2 separate regions of the Sus scrofa genome follow, and region 1 is linked to region 2. Evidence: chromatin contacts called from public HiChIP or PLAC-seq data. All regions are on one chromosome and are shown on one strand. Each heading gives the region's core, a stretch centred on a gene start, on an enhancer-like site or on the middle of the called end of the contact. The rest is flanking DNA. Distances are from core to core; before and after follow the strand shown. Region 1 overlaps NFIA (nuclear factor 1 A-type). Region 2 overlaps NFIA (nuclear factor 1 A-type).

Region 1 (6,167 bases), core at 1,162-3,661, 180 kb after region 2:
TAAAACAAGTTCTACTTCTCTTTCTCTGAAATAAATAGACACTTGAAACACAGGAATTTATTACTGTCTCTCCTGGATATTAATACCTTCTTTCTTTGAACTCACATGATCCTTCCCAAATGGCACTGTGAATCCTTGAGGTGGCACCAAGTAATCTGGGGTTAAAAATGAACTTGGCAAGGAGCTCTATGGCTTTGGCCGAAAAATCCAGGCTCAATCCCGGTTGTTTTTTGGAATGGGAAATGCACAATATCGGTATTACAGGCAGCTCCAGAAAGGCATGCCAGGCCTCTCATGCTCTCAATTTATATTTGCATGTGAACAGCTTGTCGGCCATTTTATGAAGACAGATGAATCGCAGGCCCGCTGGAGGGGCGGCCAGACCTAAATACGTGAACCACACACCCCGGCAGCCCACCCGTTCCTAACGGTGAAAATAAAGGAAGTGTCTCCGGACACAACTTCAGGCAGAATACAGATAAATACGACATATGAAAAATCCGCAACGTAGAAGAGAAGGCATCACTTATACGTCAAGTGGGAAATAAAGAGTGAAATTAATCTATAAATACCGCTTTTCAAAATGTCAACAAAAAAGAAGATGTAGCTGTTTCTGACACTAAAAACAAGCCTTCAGAGGTCTCTGTCTCTCTCTTTTTAAAAAAATTTCTGCTGTGAAAAGACAATTTTGATAAGGAAATACCACCATAATACCAGAACGAGGAGAGGAATGGCCAGATAGTCTGTATTTAATATGGGAGCCCGACACTGTTATAATTTCCCAGGCTTGGGAAATGAAACAAATCCTGAGAAATCAGGGACAGGATATCTAATGTGGTACATTCAATCCTCCACCCCACAATACTGACGTAAGTCAGTTTACCTATCTATTCCAAAAGACCGGAAAGAGATCAAAATGGAAAAATGTATGAAACAACAAAAAGAAAAAGAGTCATAAGAATGAGGTCATTCTAAGCAACTGAAAAACGGCATGGTAGAATTACACTGACTAGAAAAATAATATGAATAATATTAACAACAGTCAGCTTTTTCTATTTTTTTTTTTTTGGTATAAAGTCTATGAACAATACTATGGTGATAAGTATGTTATAATTCTTCAACGTGAAAGTAATATTATTACTAAACCACTTCAAAAGTGAGGAATAAATCAATACTCCAGGGGGTTAAATAATCCATTCAAAACTACAAAGGAAAGAAAGAGTAGAGGCAGAATTTGAACACAGCTCTGACCCTACAGCCTGAGTTTTCGGCCATGATGTCATCGTTTCCTCAAAGGTCCCTCAAGGTCAAGTTCCCACTAGAGCGTTCAGTTCTCTCACCAAGGATGAGCACTTTGGAATTTCATGAGATGGTATGTATGAAAATGCATAATACAATGTTTAACGTACGATGGGCACCGTTAGTCACCTTCTCAGTTTTTACTGAAACTGATCGTTTTACTCAGGCTTAAGATTCTAACCTGTGACAGGCTTTCTTGTCCTTAGAGTGCATATAGCACACATTAGCATTTTAGTGAATATTATCATATGCATAAAGTGTGTATTCCATGTTTTATATATACATATATATATATATATACATATACAGAACAGAAATTAAGCAATTGATGACTTTAATACTGCCAGGTGTTTATTTTAGACCATTTAAAGTGAAAACTCCTTCAAAGGCAGAGATAATTTTCTTATAGCAATTATTAGCAAAGGCTTCCAAAAGGCTTCAAAAATACTTGTCAGTCAATAAACTTAAGTCGCTAGTGAAGAAGACTGTGGGCCACTTGCCACCTTAAAAGGAACTGAAATGAAAGGGAGTTGGCTCCTCACTTATGCTGTAAAAGACTCTGATCTGATACATCAACCCCACCTCTCACAGCAATCAACTTTCTTGGGAACTCGGATTCTTGGGAGTACCCTGGGAGGGTCTGTGGCTGAGAGGAAGGGCCTGGCGCTGCTGGAGTGACCCAGAAAACTCCCTGAGTCCTCAAAGTCGCTCCTACTGTGGGCCACCCAGAGGGGCAGACCTCAAAATCCTTGCTCATGGTTGGCTGCTGGCGACTGTGGACTTTCAAAGCAGCAACCGGCGTCCCAAACTAAACTTACCATTTTCTGGCTGGTCCTTAATGTCAGCGTCACTTGGCTGGCTGGGACTTTCAGATTGACTTGAATCTGAAAAACATAAAAATACAGCCAAAAATTACAGGGTCTGTGAAAGAACGTGGATCAGAGGTGCCAGACTTTCTCAAAAGGTTCAGCATGTACACGAGGAATGAGACCGTTGCAGAAGTGACATGATGACGGGAAAAAAAAGAGGAGAGCAAAGAAAAGGGAGGAAAACAGCAGCCTCAGCGGCCCATGCCTTCCGAGAGGACTTGGTTCTGTTTACACCTCCAGTGGCGCTTGGCCTGTGCCAGATCATAACTTGAAACTCTTCAGAAACCATCCTCTGACAGAGAGAGACCATTTCCAAACTGCTCTTCTCCATTATTTATACACTAGAGTCTGATAAAGACTTCATCCTTCATTACACACATCTGAAGCTTGATTCAGAACATAATAAAGTGTCAAAACATATTTTGAAGCTGGTATATAAAAGCAACCCAAACAACAGAAACAAGTTCTGTTGATATTTAGCTCTGTATTACAGCAACAGACTACGCAGACTAACACCATTAAATACTAGAATCCTAATATTCTAGTGCATTTACTTAAAAGAACAGGATCACTCAAAGGCGTCTTTCTGAAAGATACACAGTTCCCCCACTTCGTTAGGTGCTATTTTTCTCTCACCCTGATGCATTTGGAAGATCCTAAAAGAGCTTGTGAGCGAAAACAGGTTCTTGCACACCTTTATGGGATTCCATTCATTTTTTATTTAAACAAATACAATCATTTTCCAGCTAAAGAAACTAATTCAATTATTTTGTAACTTCTAACTGGGATAATTTCAAATAAAATGCCATCTAATTTTAAAATGAGATGAAACTAAATTAGATCAAAAAATTTCACAGAATTAGAAGTATATTTGTGATTCATTTTACGGGCAAAAAAAGGTCAGACAGAAGAGCTCAAGGACAGAATTTTTTACGTAAAGCCTTTTCTGAGACTTGAAACAGTATATAACATTATCGAAAAACTTTTTTTTTTTTTTTTTAAGGAAAACCTCTGTATCTGTGGAAAGCCTGACTCTGAACTTAACCTTGACTTCACAGGGTTAGAAGGAGCTGTCTGAAATTTGACCACATTTCAGCAAGAAGTTCAATGCAAGATCAAAAGGTCATGACACTTAACTGTGATTAAATTGAAAATATTACTTCTATTTCAACAGAGTTATAGCTTTACCATTCTCTTCCTTGGAGATACTGCAAAAAAGAAGTAGCACTACGAATGACCCTAGGTCAAGAAGTGCTAATTTATTACTTTAGAAATGCTCCCTGCTTTTAGGCAAATGAAGATTTTAATTATCGGGAAGTACTATTTTTAAAACATCTATTTAAAATTTTTTTCAGATGCTCTTAACCTGATGACTACAGCAAAAATTCTAGATTGAATCAAGGGTTCAAACAGCAGAAAATGTGAAAATATAAGTTTTTATTTAAGTCTGGCAAAGTGGTAGCTTTTATCATAATGTAAGAATAGCCACAGTGAAAACACAAACAAAAGCAGTACAGGTTAAAAAATTTTAGAGAAATTCTTGAGAATGAACCACAAAGTTAAATCCAAAGTCTGCACTGAAAACTGGAATGCAAATTTATATTGGACCATAGGTGAAATTTTAAGTCCAAAAATTAATATTACTTTTATAACAGGTGATTTAAAAAGATGGCATGATTACCTTCTCTTTTTCTAAAGGAATACTCTGTAATTTTGCCATTAAAAATTAAAAATTTAAACATTCTTAGAAGTAACTAAACATGTTTTAGGCGAAAAAGCATACCATCATTATTTTTGCACTGGAAATTTTTAAACCCTTAATATCCACAATTAAAATTATAAAGAAAATATCTAAGTTTGTTGTAGGGAAAGTTAAAATTCTTCCTGGTCATATCCCAAAATAGACAAATAAAATTTTGCCAAACAGAACATTTTCTTTGGAGTAAGACTAGCAAACCTAACTTCCGATATCATAGCTTTGCCGATGTTCTTTTGCTAGGTCTAATATCTTTCTGAGTAATCATTTCTTCGTGAAGAAAAGGAAAAAATATTTTTAATCTCAATTAATTTAAATATACCATAGCCAATTACTGTTCTGATATTTACCTATTAATATTAAGGTTAAAAAACAATGAGAAACACCAAAAATTATTTTAATAATCTAAAGATGGACTTCTTTGTTCTTTTAAATTTTCTTTTACATTTGCCACCCTATATTTATAAAAGATAGCATAATTATAGAAAACATGGACAGCAACAAAAGATGGCGACAGGTATGTTCAGAGAAAGTGTAACGTTCCCAGCCACAGAAAAAGAAGCAAACAAGCAGCAAACGACTGAGCAGCAGGAAAACAGCTCAGAGTTGGTCTGAAAGGGGCCGCAGCACTCTTGTGAAAGCTCAGACACAAACACTGGAGGAGGAGGCATGTAGCCAAACTGAAAACGGAATTTAATTTCTCCAGTTTTATTCAAAAGCTGGAGACACTGTTAGCCACTCAAGGACCGCATACTAAAATACACCATCCTGGTAACGGATAGGGAAAGCCAAAGATCTACAAGAAAAGTTAAATGATCTGAAAACTTTAGTAAGTATTTTTCACCATGGGCCATTTAATGCTGTTTCATTTTTAAACCAACAAGGAACAAAACTACCCTGTCCCGGTGCAATTCTACGTTGAGGACTCGTGGATATTTTCTCTAGGGCTGCAAAAAGTCATCGATGCTGTTAGGTATGGAGCCAACCAGCTGACCAGAATCAGAAATTAATTTCTACCCATACATAATTGATACAAATGAAAAGATCTCTTTCCTAAGCATTTGCATTAAAACACTATCATGAAGGTGAATAACAATTCATTTATTTTTCTCTTTTACATACTTGGTAGAGAGAGGTCAGAAGCCTAAGTAACTTTTTGTCTTACTTTTGGGGACAGTTATCACACGGTCACTTGATTCCCACCACCTGAAATAATTAGAGGCTCCAGATAAAAAAATCCACTCGCACAGAACTAGATGCTCTTCTCGTATCTGAGCACTCCCCCCACACACATGGCAGTGACTTTCTCTGGGTCCCTGAATGAAAGCCAGAAGATCTGTACATTACAAGGAAGAGAATATTATTTAAACTGTGTTTAAATGATGGCACTGGAAATGCTATTGTGAGGAAGTACATTAGGGTTATCAATTTATTTTTCCCATCTAGGGGTTTGCTTTTTCTTTAAGGAAACTTAGACTTCAACCTAACCTTGAAAAGCAATTTTTCTTTTGGTTTCTAAAAAATTTATGAGCAGAAATTTAAACCTAAAATAGACAGGGTTTCCATACAGGAGGCTGGATTGAGACCTCTTAATTGAACGGGTGGCCATCTATCTATGCATTTTTATGGCGCCTACAGCTATATTGCTGGAGTACTCAGACAAAGATATTTCGCTATCAATATAATCACTGGGGAAAGGAATAAAATAAATCCTAATGCCTACCTACTAGCCTCTGTTTCCACAAGCTTGCGTGATGCAGGAACGGAAACTTTGTACTGGATTTGCTACTTTGCCAAGTATCTAGCTCCCCTAACCTCAATTCTGCTCCCTTCTGCTTGGGACCTCACAGAATACTTCTTTTGGGATGATGAAGAGTGATAAAAACATGTCAATACGGTAAAACTGATCAGGCAAAAAAGGAGACATCACGTCCATGTATTTTCTGTTCTAGAGGCACAAAGCAAAGACAGAATGTTGTTAAATCTTCCTTGTGCTCAATCCAGCATTAAACTTTTCCTCTCCCATCCCGCTTCGCGGACCATACATCTCTCACAGTATGACTTACACCATGTTGTACTAAGGTACAACGAACGCCTATGAGAATTTGAGCTCCAAAAGAAAAGAATTCCTTTCTTACTCTCGTCTTATTCCCCAAGCCCTTCCAAGGGTACCTGGCCCAGCCAAGGATTTGATAATTGCTGAACGAAAGAGATACTGTGAATTTGCACTTGTTCAGTTTTCT
Region 2 (6,684 bases), core at 1,549-4,048:
TGGGAACCCTCAGCTGCCGTTGTTTTGGAGGTCCATAAATCCACACTCCCACGAAGGCTTGAGGTAAAGTAAAATTACTGTGTTACATTCCCAATTCCTACAGTTTGGGATGTGCTGGGGAGGTGGGGAGGCGGGGGTGGGGAGGGTAATTGTCCTCTCTCCGTGTTCAAGGTGAAACATCAAAAGAAATCTGCAGTCCAGGACCAGAGCTCAGCTTTCCTTTTCTCCAGTCAAATGAAGAAGTAATCTCATCAGGTTGGAAAGTGCTGACTAAGGATTTAATAAAGTGCCTGCAGATGTGGCGTCTCTAAGGTATTCGACTCATGTAATGCAAAACAGCTCCACATTCAATGTGCTTATAAAATTTCATTTAACCATTGCAGCACACTCCCCCCCCACCCCCCACACCATTCTCTAAGGAGTTTTATCACACTTCCAGCTCCTTAATTTACAGCTCCATGAAAGTTCGAATCCCATTCTGCCAGGATTCTGGAATACTCACAGTAGTCAGGTTTTATGAACCATAAACAATATCTATCCGGCTGCCTCCTAAGCAGGAAGCCTGAGGTGGCAGGAGATAACCTTTGACAGTGGCAGTCTCTTTCCTTTCTTATGCTGCAGGGAGAGGCATTAGCAAACAGAGGCTGTTTCGCAAAAATTTGGTCCTGAGTGTGTGTAAGCCAAAGTTGATGAAGACTCAACTTCTAAGTTAACACCAGACATTCTAACGTGAATAACAACTTTCAAAAAGGCTTTTAATGCACTCTGTTCACCAAGAGGGTAGGATGTGTATTTTAGAAACAAAAGGGAATACAAGTCTGTTGGAGATAGCTGTATTTTATTTTAACCCAAATGGAAAAAAAAAAAAAAAAAAAAAAAAGGAGAGGGTCCTGGGTGGGGGTGGGGAGGGTGGAACAGACTGTGACGCAGCAGAATCTGTTTTTCAAGTTAAAAAGTTAAACAAAAGGCCTCAAGGGCAAAGTTGAACACTGCGGAAGGAGGTTGTTAATGTGGAATCCAGAACTGGGTGTGACACTTTGCTTTCTTCTCCGGGCAAGGTGGGTTATTTAAGGACATCCACGCACAGAAAACAGAAACATGCAAACACAGGGAGGCCTCTGCCCCGACTCTCCCACTCCTTCCTACCCAAGTCAGCCCCCAAAGAGGATGCTGCCAACCAGTACTGCAGGAGTTGGGGTCAGTGTTTCGACGTCTCTCTTGAGGAGATGCTATCTCTGCTGGGTCACGCTAATCCAGTTACTCATATTTGGCTTCCTGCTCTTATTTGGATGAGCTCAAGCCCACTGTCGAGCCGTCCTTGGCAAATCAGCGAGAAACCTGCTCGTCCTCCCCACCCTCTTCCAAGACAGTGGAAAGGGACAGGGCCTCTGGGCACACTCCTGGTTTCCCACGTTAGGCGACACCGCTTTGGAGTACTTCATTTTTTCAGCAAAATATTAGCATCCTACCGTATGCTTTGTATGCTAGGCTCTGGGGACAGAACAAGTACAAAAAATATGGCACCTGCACTTAAGGAGCTGTCCTACGGAAAGCAGATGCTGGATTGTAGACTTCTCTGTCTTTCAAGGTACCAACTACCCCTGCTTTTCTCCCAGTAGGATCTTTAAAAATATATGCCAGCTGGTGAGGCTGCGTATCCAGTGTCTGAGGGACCCAGAACCGAGTCTCACTTTTTCCACACCAGTGGTGTGATTTCCAGGAAGCAGGTCTCTGTCCTTGGGCCCCCAGAGGGCTACTGTGAGGGCCGTTCTGAAGTTTCTTTTCTTTTCTTTTTAGGGCCACACCCATGGCATATGGAAGTTTCCAGGGGAGGGGTCGAAACAGAGCTGCAGTTGCTGGCCTACGCCACAGCCACAGCAATGCGGGATCCTTAACCTACTGAGCGAGGCCAGGGATCGAACCCGAGAGTCCTCATGTATACTAATTGGGTTCGTTACCACTCAGCCACGACGGGAACTCCATTCTGCAGTGTCTGACGCCGCTTTCTTCTGACAAAGGTGACACGGCGTCCCCAGGTGTCAGTTATGGTATTGCCAGCCATGGGGATTTGATCTCTGCAGTCACTTTTCTTGCCTGATTTTGTTAATTAAAGAAAGCCTGTTTTCAATAACGCTAAACCAAGACTTGTTTATTGTACAGGAAGCTATTAAAATGTTAATGGGCCATGATTGGCCCCTGCTTACCTTTTCGGCCTTATCTCTTCACTGCTTGTACCCAACACTTGGGCTGTCTTCAACGTCTTCCAGGTGCCCCCAAGTCAAATGCTTTCTCCCTGCTGGGCCTTGGCATAGCTGTGCCCCTCTCCTTGGCTTTGCTAACACTTGTTAGTCCTTGCGTTCTCAGACTAAGTCCCTTCTTCCAAGGGGTTTTTCTCTAGGCCTTTAGTCCTGGGTTTACCTCTGTCACGGTTACTGAACTGTAATTACCTGCTTTTCCCCTCAAGAAAATGGACTATCTTCTTCTATGTGGCAAGAAGGCACCAGGCCAGTGTCTTGCCTGGTGGCTGGATAAATACTGTTGAATAAAGGATGCAAGAAAGAAACGAGGCATCTCCAAGGTTCCCGAAGCCTGAGGTCAGTTACCCAACAAGGCCTGTAGATGGGTGGCTTCTAGCGTGGCTGTGCCACATCCATGCTCTCACCTCATGTCCACGTTTCCCCAAGTGGCAGGTGCTCTCCCCAGGGAGACACAGGGCTCCACAGGCGACCCCGGGCCGTTCTGACTGAAGAGCTCTTGTGACGGGGCCAACGGCAGCCGACTGCGTCCGCAGCATGTGCAATAGTTTTGTGACGTGGACTGCTGCCTACTTACTACGAGCACAGAGGAGTCGTCCAAACCACCACTCCCTGGAGAGTGACCGTGCTGCTCCCGGCCAAGACCTCTCTTTGGTTCAAACCTCAAGACGGGAAAACACTAATCTTTTTACCCAATAAGCCATGCAGCACCTCCAAACCTGGAGAGTACACACACAATCCAATTATTCCGACTCCTGTTCCAAAGTCAGACTCTCTCATGGCATTCCAGCTTGCCCTGGTGTCTGCCTCACCATTCAGTACAGTTCTTTTTTGGATCTCCCTTTACATTTGTATCAAGTAATCTTTTACCTCGTGAAACCAAAGACTTCTGAATTAAAAACTGCACTCTGGCCCACTCACCTTGGCTCTGCAGACTTCCTGGAGGGCTGTGTGCATTGCGTGCGCTAAGAGCTTGGGCTCTGGAGTCAAGAGTTAACAGAATCCCATCACTTAACTAGTACACTGTTATGTGCTAGTTAATTGAGCTTAGGTTAAGTTAGCACCTCTGGGTCTGAGTTTTAGACTCTGTGCAATTGGAGGTAACTTGATCAGCTTTTGTGAGAACTGACTGAGCTAATGCCTGCAGAGGGACAAGGATAGAAAACCCAAAACCGGGGTAAATAGTTCTCCAAACATACAGTGTATACAGGCGTTTTTTAAAGGTCCACAGGAGACCTACGGAGGACCAGTTCCCTTGGAAAGGCATCGCTCACCAAGGAGACTTTCTCTTATTTAATGATATAATTTCTTAGTTAAAAGTAGCAGCTGTGTCAGTTCCATTTCCCCAGTTGCAAGAGAAAGTTCTTGAGAAAATAAAAATCTGTCTTTAATTGCGGTATTAAAATCAGAGCAGCGAAACCAACCGCACAAAAGGAACTGGCTCAAGTTTATGAAAGGCATTTGGGCCCTTGCCTTGCAAGGCTGAACTGCACGCCTTGGAAGTTGGGGGTGAGGCGGGGAGAGGGGAACCAGGGGTTGGGGGGGGGGCGGGGGAGAGAGTAGTCAGGCAACCAAGTGGGACAGCAACAATCCTATTTTGGTTTTTGTTAGCGAATGGCATACTACATAGATCAGAGACTTCTTATAAAATACAAACCCCCACTGTACACAAAGCACAGGAAAATGTGAGGAAAAAAGGGAAAAACGAAAAGCAGCTTAGGGTGTGTTAACGCTGCTATTCTGTCAGCTTAAAGAGTATTTTATGCTTGATCAACAGCTCTTTTTTATTGTGCTTTTCTTTCATTCATTCAAGACATCAAAGCCGGGCACCACCAGTGTACCTGCCCTTCTGGAGCCGCTTGCGAGGGGTTGTAATGAAGCACGGCTCTGGGAGCCGGAGACCCCCGCGGACACGGCAGTTCAAAGGGAATATTTCCACAATGATTACATTTTGTAAATCTTTTTATGAAGGAGACAGCTTATTTCCTGCTTTTTCATGAAAAATAGATTCTGTCCATTAAAGTGAGCCCACACCACCGCGGAAGCTGCTTGAGATCTGAGGTGCAGCGTGGAGATTAAGGGGACAACGACCCGATGAAATCGTCCAGAGTTCCGATCTATCTGCCCACGATGGCACTGCCGGATGCTCTGGGTGGAGCCCAGACAGTGCACTGGGTGGCTTGGCTGTGGCAAACGCCAGGGCGAGGGTGTTCGGTGGTAGGTTTTTTCGCAAGGGCCCTGTGTCTGCTATTTTTTTTTTTTTTTTAATGTTTTCAATTTTGCAAAGTCCAACCAAATAACAGAAGGCATCAGGCAACCCCTTTTACTGCACAGAAGTAAGATGAATGATTTTACTTACGGGTTCATGAAACACTCTATTTTAATGCTCTGAAATGGGATGACCCCTTTTCCACGTGGGAAGTTAGCCATAAAAAAAGCTGGCTCTGGTCTGAAGACACAATACAGGCTTTCTTATTGGCTAATGTCCGCTCCCCCCCTCCCCAAATAAAGAAGGCAGCCTGGCTCTTTGTAAGTTTTGATTTTCAACATTAAAATAATCTTTCCCCGAGTATGTCTTTCCTTTCCTTTCTTTTCCTTTTTTTTTTTTTTTTTTTTTTTTTGGTGGTGGGGAAAGTTGAAGGGAGCAGGGGCAGGAAGAGAATATGATTTCCCGGGGAGCTATGAAATGAGAAAAAATGTATGTTTTCTACACATCAGATTCCAATTTTAATTAAATGCCTGTCGTCTAACAAGTGCAGACAGTCACACTTGGGGCTGGCCCAAAGGTGGCCCAGGGAGGTAACCTTTCTGATTTAAAAAGAAAGGCGTGGGAGTGGAAGTCGGTGCTCAGCCGAGCGTGGCCGCATTACAATAATCGTGCCGCCGAGGGCCTCCCCACGCCTGCTCTTCTCCCAAAGTTGAAAAGCTCTTCCCAAACACAGGTGCACAGTGGATTTATCATGTAGATGTAACGCTCCAGTTGTGCAGGTAAAGTCCAGTAGAGGGAAAATAACATCGAAGTAACAAGTCTGGCCATTTCAAAAAGTCTCCCAGAGACATCCTGCAAGAGAGTGACAGCAGACCTGCTACTTGGCCAGAAATGGATTCCCAAACTGGCCTTTTCAGCCAAGGAGCCCTTTAGGCACTGGATGCCCCCTGTCACCTGTGCCCATTCCCACCCCCTCTGGTGCTTCCCTGCGTGGCCCTGAGCACAGGTCTTTGCCTCTGACCCCTTTCATCGTCCCCTGTTCCCTGTCCAGGGTCCTTCCTCCTGTCCTTCCCGACCCCTCCAGTCAATCTCTCTCTTCCTCTCCACCTGGTCTGAGCCCCCACAGGACTGAGGGCAGACCCTGACTCTCTCAAAGGCTGTGCAAACCAGAAATCCTCCCAACTCCATTCACGGGATGAAGAGAGGAAGGAAGAGGGCACACTCGACTGCAACCACAACCACCGGTCCTGGCAGCTGGGATGGAGGCTTCTGTAGTGAGCCAAAGACATGAGGCGCAGAGGTGGGTTCTGGACAGAATGCAGAGGAGGCTGCAGCAGCTCTGCTCTCAGACTCAGGGGAGAAGGGAGCGAGAGTAGAGTAAGATGCAACTCAGCCCTGGGCTGTGAGGCAGAGGTCCTGGTTCAAGTCTCAGCTCGGTCACCGGCTGCCCTGGGACTTAGATCACTCTGGTTATACTACAATGATCCTATTCCTATACTTTAAAAAAAATTATTTATTTATTTATTTATTTGTCTTTTTTCATTTTAGGGCCATACCCACGGCATATGGAGGTGCCCAGGCGAGGGGTCGAATCAGAGCTGTAGTCCCTAGCCTACACCACAGCCACAGCAACGCGGAATCTGAGCCACATCTTCGACCTACACCACAGCTCGCGGCAATGCCAGATCCTTAACCCACTGAGTGAGGCCAGGGATCAAACCCGAAACCTCATGGTTCCCCAGTCGGATTCGTTTCCGCTGCGCCAGGACGGGAACTCCTCCTATACTTGTATTGATTTTACTGGTCCAGGAGTCATCTTTTCCTTGTTCACTGTACAGGCAATATGCTGGCAGCGATACAACTGTTCATATCGCTCACTGAGGCTAGAAAGAGCTTGAGCATGGAAAAAGTCAGAGGTCTAAATTCTAGTTTGGGTGATGTCAGGGGTCCAACTTTACTGATCCGCAAAACAGGCCTCGGTACACAGGTTATTACGATATTTAGGGGGCCAAATAACAACCATAAAGAGACAAAACTTTGGAACACTGGCCAAAAGTGTGAGCAGCCTCATTATGGGAGGCATTGGTGTGATGCAGACATCATGGGATGGGGTCGGGGTTTCATCGGAGCCAAATGCCCTGGATAAAAATGCAACGATTTCCCTGAGCCCAGGCAAGCGCCTATGTGACATCCCCACAAGCACAAACCAGGGATCAGTGA

What was found. HiChIP or PLAC-seq counts read pairs in DNA pulled down with a chosen protein or histone mark.
Region 1: an H3K27ac HiChIP or PLAC-seq map of skeletal muscle shows a contact between it and region 2. The contact joins two enhancer-like sites. A contact is called at or near these places in 2 of 2 datasets of contacts at active chromatin or transcription factors (alveolar macrophages and skeletal muscle).

The regions. Positions count from the first base shown.
Region 1 is chr6:151,021,685-151,027,851 of Sscrofa11.1, forward strand. It overlaps NFIA (nuclear factor 1 A-type), which reads right to left. Exons shown (of 11, transcript XM_021097780.1): 3 at 2,118-2,183. Among named protein-coding and RNA genes, the nearest start is that of NFIA, 210 kb to the right of the region's middle. Within about 2 kb of position 2,412, at least 12 of the 83 cell types and tissues checked have an H3K27ac peak or open chromatin away from gene starts, as enhancers often do. A contact at or near this core is called in skeletal muscle, where this site is marked.
Region 2 is chr6:150,840,718-150,847,401 of Sscrofa11.1, forward strand. All of the region lies in intron 10 of NFIA (nuclear factor 1 A-type), which reads right to left. Among named protein-coding and RNA genes, the nearest start is that of TM2D1, 230 kb to the left of the region's middle. Within about 2 kb of position 2,799, at least 20 of the 83 cell types and tissues checked have an H3K27ac peak or open chromatin away from gene starts, as enhancers often do. A contact at or near this core is called in skeletal muscle, where this site is marked.